Linked DNA regions of Mus musculus: region 2 is linked to region 1. Evidence: chromatin contacts called from public promoter capture Hi-C data. All regions are on one chromosome and are shown on one strand. The core of a region is the stretch at or near the end of the contact, and the rest is flanking DNA. Distances in the headings are between cores, read along the strand shown. Region 1 overlaps Atp6v0d1 (ATPase, H+ transporting, lysosomal V0 subunit D1). Region 2 holds the start of 1810019D21Rik (RIKEN cDNA 1810019D21 gene).

The links. Promoter capture Hi-C pulls out the DNA fragments that hold promoters and counts their contacts.
Region 2: a promoter capture Hi-C map of pre-B cells shows a contact between it and region 1, with 7 times the contacts expected there. The contact joins the promoter of 1810019D21Rik here to the enhancer-like site in region 1. A contact is called at or near these places in 6 of 39 promoter capture datasets (embryonic stem cells, fetal liver, hippocampal neurons and 2 more) and 1 of 9 other capture datasets (adipose tissue).

Annotation. Positions count from the first base shown.
Region 1 is chr8:105,542,234-105,546,521 of GRCm38.p6, reverse strand. The region is part of intron 1 of Atp6v0d1 (ATPase, H+ transporting, lysosomal V0 subunit D1); the gene reads left to right. Among named protein-coding and RNA genes, the nearest start is that of Atp6v0d1, 22 kb to the left of the region's middle. Within about 2 kb of position 2,556, at least 69 of the 459 cell types and tissues checked have an H3K27ac peak or open chromatin away from gene starts, as enhancers often do. A contact at or near this core is called in adipose tissue and pre-B cells, where this site is marked.
Region 2 is chr8:106,133,004-106,137,549 of GRCm38.p6, reverse strand. 1810019D21Rik (RIKEN cDNA 1810019D21 gene) reads right to left here and starts at 2,150. Exons shown (of 4, transcript NR_040346.1): 1 at 1,929-2,150; 2 at 200-383; 3 at 6-81. Esrp2 (epithelial splicing regulatory protein 2) reads left to right here and starts at 576. Exons shown (of 15, transcript NM_176838.2): 1 at 576-980; 2 at 1,065-1,193; 3 at 2,614-2,727; 4 at 2,826-2,940; 5 at 3,218-3,316; 6 at 3,536-3,590; 7 at 3,661-3,771; 8 at 3,845-3,977; 9 at 4,057-4,099; 10 at 4,240-4,541. The coding sequence starts at 783.

The DNA.
Region 1 (4,288 bases), core at 1,307-3,806:
TTCAGGAAGAGGGTGGGGGCAGGGCTGCTTAGCTCCATCTCACACAGCTTGGCTGAGTCACTGCCAAGACAATATTTTATCATACAGAGCAGAGAACACTGGTCAGGTTGTTGGTGGGACATGGTACTGTACTGTTGAGGAGTCTGGGGTCAGTCAGTATGGTCAATAGTATCAGCAGTGACCAGACCCTTACTACTGAAAGAGACAACTGGGGATTAGGGGTAACCAAGTGGGTTTTCAGGACAGATGGAAACTATGAGGCTAGCCTAAAGCTGGTGCAAGCTTATAAGCTGAATAGCTGTGCCAGGTGGGTATTAGGCTGTGGTCTTCCCAGGTACCTTCAGAGAGCTCTCTGCTGGACCTGGATCAGTGGCATTTGACACTCAACTCAAGGATGACAGAGGCTACCCTGTGGAAGAGGAGGACAGAGGCTCTTGGTTTCTAGGGTGGGGGTGTCTCTTCCTGTTCAGTCTTCCTAGCCTGGCCTGAGGAAACTTCCAATTCAGGGCTTTTTAGTAAGGTCTCCTATGGACTTCCCTGGAGCATTTTCAGGGATGATAGGAAGGTAACTGTTAAGTCAGAGAGTCGTCGAGTCGAGGGCTAAAGCAGTGTAAGGGCTGAGAGTCCGAGACCATGGGCTTTTGGGAGAAACAGAGCTGTAGCTCCAGGGCCACAGAGCCTGGAAGAAAGGTGTTAGTGACATATTGGAGTTGGGTGACTTCACTCTGAGCTTGGAAACTGAGGAGTAGAATAGGATGCCTTTCCGGCACTGGGAGTTGGAGGTCATGTCTCAGAACATCTGAGACAGGAACGTAGGAAGCATAGGTGGTTTAGGGTGGTTCTGGAGGTGGGCTGGGGAGGAGCAAGCCCAGAGTAGACACTGAATTAATCTGTCTCCTCTGAGCTAGGGTTTAACCTCACACTAAAGCAAGACTTTCCTGATCGCAGCAGCATCTTCTTCAATTTGAGAATCAGCCTCTGAGGAAGTCTTTTACTGTCAGACATCCCAACTGTCCAGACACTTGGCACTGGGCCACTGATAGAATTTGGGGTAGACAGCTGGGCTTGTGGGTAGACCAGTGTTGTCCCCAGAGTCTACTGTAACTAGAACACAGCTCATACCTCAAACCAGTCATGCCTGGTCCTCTCAAGGACTGTCACTGATGCTGTTAGGCTGCTGAGCCCAGGTCCCATAGCAAACCTAGCCCCTGTTGTCCTCGGGTGCCCTTGAGGGGCTGGGCTAGGGCCGGGTGGCTAAGTCTCCCACTAGGCATCTATAAGTTCCAGGCCTCTCCTAATGCTTGGATTCTATTCCCAGTCACATCCCCTCCTCCACAACCTTCAGAAATAGCAGGAAGCTGAGGAGAGAGAATTCTAACCCAGCTTGTCCTAGCCCTGGCCAGGCCTGTCTGAAGGGCTTAGGGTTGCCAGCCACTGTTTCTGGGCGCCAGGTTTCTCCAACAGGGTCAGAACTGGTTTAGAAGCCCTGTGTGGTCCCCTCGTGGGCGAGCTAAGGAATCAGCCTGTCTCCCTCCCTCCAGTTGCCTTGGCTGGCAGGCTGTCCCTTTTCCCTTGGTCACAGGGAAATGTGGGTCTTAGCCAGAGAAAGTGGTCTGGAACTGGCCCTTTGACATTGTCTCTGGGGGCTTTTAAAAATGAGTTTCCTGGTAAGGCAGACTCTTCCAGCCTTGGGCAGGATTCTCAGTAGAGTCTCCCGGGTTTGCTCTGATCTGACAAACTCCAGCAGAAACCACCCAGCCGCCTGCATTCCAGCAGTGCTCAGAGCCGTGGCTTCTCCCGATGCAGTGTCAGCAGAATGCAGCAATGGAAGCACAGGGGTGTCTGCTCTGAAGCTTGTGTGAAGTCCCAGGGGTGGGGCTGTACAAAGGAGCATTCTAGCTTTGTTCTGCTCAACCCCAAGCATATTTTCCTACCTTCTTTAGTAATGGTTGATGTCAAAAGTGATGCTAGTGGGATTTGTCACTGAGTCATGAGAGTGTGGGCCTATGCCTACTATTGACAAGTGGGCAGTGAGTGTCCAGGTGGTCTGCAAGCCAGTGGTCAACTCTTCTGGCTTTAAAGGCTGTTTGGACAGCTGGTTCTATACCTAAAAGGTCTGCTCTACCAATGTGTTCAAGGAGGCTCAGAGAACAAAAGACAGCCGAGGTGGGGACTGACAGAGTCCCACCAGGCCTGCCTGATATCCTAGCCTCTCTATACTCTTGACTGTGAGACTCTGGACAAGGTTCTGGCTTTTAATTGATAAGCCTTTGAAATTGACATGTCTGAGAGGTCCAGCACAAAGATTGCTCCTGGCATGGGAAGGAGACCATTGCATAGCCTGTGTATGTCCAGGCCTTCTGAGGTGAAAACTCTCACTGGAGTACCAGGTATTTGATGAAGACTATCTGGTTGTTAAAGAGAAAGTATTTGGCAGTTGGGGAAGTTGCTGAGCTAGTCTTCTGAGAGAGAAGTTTTGTGATGTAAGGCAAAGTCTGGGATAGAGGAAGTGTCATGCTGTTGGAGAGCTTATCTTCAGGATCCCCAGTGGGAGTTGATAGCTTGCCTCGGGAATCTTCCCAGAGCATGTGCCAGGGCTTAGAAGGACAGAGTGTGCAGGGGCCTGGATCCTCAATGCTTTAGGAATGAAGGATCAGGGGATCCAGTAGGGTAGTGGGCTTGCTACCCTGGGAACTGATGGGGCCAGTGACAGGAGGCACTCCAGTCAGAGGACTGAGTTTTACTCTGGAGCCTTCCTGTGCCTGTCTTGATCTCTAGGGAGCTGAAGAGGAAGTCTTTTGACCTGAAGAGAATTTTAGGCTGACTGCTATGACTGCATGGATAAACAGACAGTTTGGCCTAGCTGCTGTCAGCTCTAGAACTTCTTGTAGTAAACGTTTGAGAACTTGGTGGCCCTGGACCAAAACCCCTTGTTCATGTTGGTCCCTCAGGCTCCGGTAGCAACATGTTTGCTGGTAGATACAAATATATAAATCAGGACACGACTATGACATGGTAAATGAAGTCTGCTTCATTTCAGTACTTATTAGGTGGGATAGCTCATATTTTTAACCATTTGTTTCATACCCACAAAAACCATTTCAGAGGCATTAATAATCTTTCTTTTTCCTTTTTTCTTTTTGAAAGTCAAGTGAAGCCAAAGTTTATTTAAGAGGACAATTTTATAAGAGTTTCAAAGAAAAACCCCAGGGCAAGCAAGTTGTAAATCTCAGTAGCTGCCTGGAGGAGGAGAATGGAAAAGGAAAAACAGCCATGCAGTTTGAGTTAAACCATTGTGGAGGTCAGCCATTTGGCAGCATACAGAGCTCCATGGTGGGAAATGGGGCATTAGAGGAGTGAAGCCCAGTATGTTAAGAAAAATATGCTTAAATAAGGGAGGAGAAAAGAAGAAAGTTATGCTTCTCAAAGTAATTCAGAAAAGCTGGCAGACTTATGAAGCAGCATGGCTGTAAGGAACTACTAGACAAGTGTTCTAAGATAAAGTATTGTCCTGTCTGTACCCCACCCCCTAGTTCTGTTTTTCTTTTCTTTATCAAGACAGGGTCTTATAGCCTAAGATGGCCTTGAGCAACTGAACTACTTCTGCCTCCAAATGCTAGTATTATAGGTATGTGTCATCACACCTGGGTTTGTACAGTGTTAGGAAATGAACCCAGGACTTCGTATATGCTAGGTAAGCTTTCCGCCAGCTGACCTAAAACCTCTCTTCCATGTTTCTTTTACAAAGATTGTGCACTTGTCTAGTCTCAAGGTTATTACAATGTGGAGGTAGAAATGCAGGCAATAGACTGTTATAGACTGTTATAGCAATAGCCATCAATATAATTAGATTTTTTTTCCTTGAAAAACCCATCTGAATTACTACAATAATCCAAGTATTTCTGAGTTGAATACCTCCTGTTACCCATGCCTTACTCTCAAAGTAGCCAGATTGTGAGAATAAGAAAGAACAGAACCCCTTATCAGAGTCATTGCAGATGCCTGGGTTAGAGACATTGGAAGATGTGCACATATCACTAAAAGCCAGATGGCTTCTTTTAACTTGCTTTGCCTTCTCTTTTTTATCATCTTTAGGATGGCCATGGGAGAAAAGTAGATGAAAGTGGCCAAGTTGGCACGAACACATTGGATCCTCCTCAAGCTAAGGTGCACCCTATTAGTGCCTAGGAGCCACAGATGATATAAATTCTGTTTATCACCAGCCCCCACCCCCCAAGGCATATAGGTGGAAACCCCAAGGCATATAGGTGGAAAGTATCTATTCCAG
Region 2 (4,546 bases), core at 901-3,400, 590 kb before region 1:
CCTACCTTGGCACCAAGGCCTGAGCCTTCAGGTCCACAGTAACGTGCGCCTTGCACTGCCGGCACTACGCCGACCCGACACCTGTATGGGCACGTCCTTCTCTGTGATCTCTAGTGACCGCCCACAGTTCTAAGAACCCTTGATCTTTACCTCCCTCCCTTTCCCCAACGGATCTCTCTCACCGACTTCCAGTGGATACCTGGTAGCGCTCACTGTCGGCTTTTGACCCTTTGTAACTTCCATTAACCTCAAGCCAGACGTCGCGACCTTTTATAGTCCCTAGATTGCCTCCTGTTGAATTCCATGGGTCTTGCGTGACCCTTGCAGAATGGAAAGAGGCCTCTGATCCTGCACATTCTTTTGCGGAGGACTCAGAGTGCCTGCTAGAGAGGAAGTAGGAGAAAGAATGGATTCGTCCCAGGAGTCTCGCCGGACTGCAGCAAGAGGTGGGACTCCAGCCGGCGAGCGCACGCCTCAGCAGAAGTGAGCTCTTGCCTCCTGGGCAGGGTTTTGGCCCTCCCGCGGGGTTCCCTGGGCCGTCCTGATCACGTGGCCTCTCCGGGCCGCAGGTAACTCGCCGGAGTAGGCAGGGATAGGCAGCCGCACCGCCCAGCCCCAAAGGGCACCGCGGGCGGGTCTCTGCAGCTCCCACTACACCCGGCCGCAGGTGCCGCCCCCAACACACCGGATCCCGCCCAAGCTCGTCTGTCTGCTGTCGGTCGGTACGTGTGTGCGCCTCGTCGGTCCGCGTGTGTGGCCGAGCGCCCCCTTCCTCTGCGGCCATGACTCCGCCGCCGCCGCCGCCCCCACCCCCGGGCCCAGATCCCGCAGTAGACTCGGCCACAGACCCTTGTCCCGAACCTCAGTCGCTGGTGGTTTTGTTCGGGGCCACTGCCGGTGCGCTGGGGCCGGACCTAGGCTCGGACGAGACCGACTTAATCCTCCTAGTTTGGCAAGTGGTGGAGCCGCGCAGCCGACAGGTAGGGTGGGAAAGAGGGGACCTCGGGACGCTTCAGAGCCTGTTGAGGCACAGCGGCTCATGGGGTTACCCTCGGTGCTTTTAGGTGGGGACGCTGCACAAGTCGCTAGTTCGCGCCGAGGCGGCTGCCCTGAGTCCACAATGCCGCGAGGCGAGTGGACTCAGCGCAGACAGCCTAGCGCGGGCGGAGTCCCTGGACAAAGTGCTGCAACAGGTGAGCGTGGGGGCCCGCGTGGGTGGTGGAACTGCGGAGTGGCAGGGACACTACTTCGAGGGGGAGGGGAGGAGGGGAGACCTGGAGCGACGCGACCCAGTGGCACGGCCAGTAGGACAAGGTCTTGTTTGAAACTTTTGAGCGACTACCGCGTGGAAGCGTGCTAGGCCATTCCCAGAGCCACCTTACCTTCCAACCTTTACAGACATCCACTCCTGCCGAGGAAGTTGACAATAGCGGCTAAGGGATCCATCCCCCCGAGGCCCCTTCCTCTCCCTCCCACTCCCCCCGCTAGCAGAGGACACGTCAGAAATAGGGTCGAGGTGGGCTCAGGTTTAGCGGTAGATCACTTGGTCTCTGCCGCCTGCTCTCCTGGGAACCGCTGAAGCGAGGGCGTCGGGCGGTGTCTGCCTCGGGGGCAGACGCCTCTAGGTGAGGCCGGCTGGTTTAGGCCTGCCTGTCCCAGCTGACTGGCCAGGCGTGGGTGAGTGGGTGCTGTCCGAACATTATCTAGGGGCTACCTGCCCAATGAGCGCAAAGGCCTAGGCGCATGCCCCCTCCCATACCCACCCCGCACCCTGGCCAAGTGGGAGTGAGTTTTCCCTGTTTGCATTGCTCACTCACCCCATGACTGAGTTGTAATGAGTGTTAAGTCCTTTCCTCTTCTGACTCTCGTTCTTAATGAGAAGACCTACAGATGCCAGGTTACAGAAGGGCTCCAGGCCCACTGCTCACCTGGGAGGGTGCTGTAGAAAAAAATCTGGTTGCCTTGCTCTGTCGGCCTTAGATTGGAAAGTGTCACAGAATTGCCAAGGGAAAGGGCCGGATCGTGCTGGATAGCCTTCAGAGTGCCACCCACCCCCCTCTACGAGCAAACAGTTCTGTGCCAGTTGGTCGATGGGGTGTGGGTCAAAGCTCAGGCTGCTGCGAGTGGCCAAGTATGAAGCTCTGTCCTTGGTGGCTCTGTTCCTGGGTTGGTCGGACCAAGGGGCGGGGCTGCCATTGACCATGGGCCTTTTGGCCCTCGGGCAGGTGTGAACCTCCCCCACCTGTCTGAGGGTGGTGCCTGGTCCAGGACAGGTTTAACCTGCTTTGCTCCTCCCCTCCCCACCTGCTTGCCTCACTCCACCAGGTGTTTGCTCTGGCCCGACTCCAGACTCCTGGAGTGTGTTTAATGGGGGCTTGGGTTATGTGCGACTGCTCTCATTTGGCCTAGAGGAGGTGACAGGGAACTAGGCTAGGGGTGGGGATTAGGAGCCTGGGATTTAGGGCAAGGCCTTTTACTTCCCAGGCAGGGTAGGGTTGAACATCCTGATGAACCAGCTTTGCAGCCTGAGTCCCTCCCTCCTGCTACCCCTCCCCCCCAGTTTCAGCTGTCTAGCTGTGAGTCTATGTCTGAGTCTCCACTCCCTGTCCCCAGTTCTCACAGCTGGTGAGCGGGGATGTGGCTCTGCTGGGCGGGGGCCCCTATGTGCTCTGCACTGATGGGCAGCAGCTGTTGCGACAGGTTCTGCATCCTGAGGCCTCCAGGAAGGTATGTCATTGAGGGCACATGGGTACGGTTGGGTTCCCAAGGCCCCTGTTGTAAACACCTTAGGTTACCTATTCACCCCCACTCCCATGTGCTCCCAGAACCTGGTGCTCCCCGACACCTTCTTCTCCTTCTACGACCTCCGCAGAGAATTCCATATGCAGCACCCAAGCACCTGCTCCGCCAGAGACCTCACAGTGGGCACCATGGCACAGGGTATCTGTGACCCATCAAAATTAAGGTGGAGGGGTGACTAATATGTCCAAGCATGTGCATGATGCCGTATGGGCTGTATGAATGTAGACAGGTCTATGTTTTTAGCCTCATTCTTTGGGATACATTTGGAATGTGGACATGTCTGTGTTTGGTCTGAGGACCTGTAGGTACATGTATGAACTGGGCCACAACTAGTGTTTGCTAGGATTCTCTGGGTGTTTCGGGGTGACGTGGGATGTACAGACCTGGACCTCAGTTGTCACTTCTCTGCCTATAGACTTGGGACTAGAAACAGATGCTACCGAAGATGACTTTGGGGTCTGGGAAGTGAAGACTATGGTAGCTGTTATTCTCCACCTACTTGAAGGGTCCAATGGTAAGATTCTTGCCCTGCTTGCCAGCTACTGTCAGGACTGGGTGAGTGCCCATCCCTTCAACAGAGTCCCCTTGCTGACTTGTGACCTTCTCTAAGAGAACACAAGGTAGAAACCCCTCTGCCGCGTCCTCAATGCCCTCACCGGTCCTATTTTTGCTGAGCTTGGTGGAGAGACTTCCTCCACCAGACCCTGCTGACCCCCATGCCATCTCCTCTCAGGTCAGTTGTTCTCGAAGCCAGAAGTGGTAAAGCAGAAATACGAGACAGGCCCTTGGTGAGTGTAGGAGCTGGGATGGGGGTGACAATCCTTGGACATTTCTGATCCTTTGCCCTGCCCCCCACAGCAGCAAGGCTGATGTGGTGGACAATGAGACTGTAGTACGGGCCCGTGGGTTGCCCTGGCAATCATCAGACCAGGATGTGGCTCGATTCTTCAAAGGGCTCAACATTGCCAGGTGGGTGTGACAGGATGGGAGGGGTAAGAGGGCAAGCCTACCCAGGAGGCACTAACAACACCCGGCTCCACAGGGGTGGTGTGGCCCTCTGTCTCAACGCCCAGGGCCGCAGAAATGGCGAGGCCCTCATCCGATTCGTGGACAGCGAGCAGCGGGACCTAGCGCTGCAGAGACACAAACACCACATGGGTGTCCGCTATATTGAGGTGGGGCTTTTGGCTAGAAGTGGAGCAGGGCAAAACTGAGTAAGGGCTGAGACCTATGGGCTGGTTTCTCTACCTGCAGGTATATAAAGCCACAGGGGAGGAATTCGTAAAGATTGCAGGGGGTGAGTGTGCCCATAGAAGGTCCTAGTTCCCTTTTGTCTTGATCTGTACCCCATTCCCTACACTCACTGTCTTTTGGGTCCCCTGTGGGTGCACGCTACAAGGATTAACTCAGCAAGGGACCCCTGTCCTTCCAACCTAGGCACATCACTAGAGGTGGCCCGTTTCCTATCACGGGAAGATCAAGTGATCCTGAGGCTACGGGGACTACCCTTTTCAGCCGGGCCAACAGATGTTCTAGGCTTCCTGGGGCCAGAATGCCCAGTGACTGGGGGTGCTGATGGGCTGCTCTTTGTCCGCCACCCTGATGGCAGGCCTACTGGGGATGCCTTTGCTCTCTTTGCCTGTGAGGAGCTGGCACAGGCTGCTCTGCGCAGGCACAAAGGCATGCTGGGTAAGCGATACATTGAACTCTTCAGGAGCACGGCAGCCGAGGTGCAGCAGGTGAG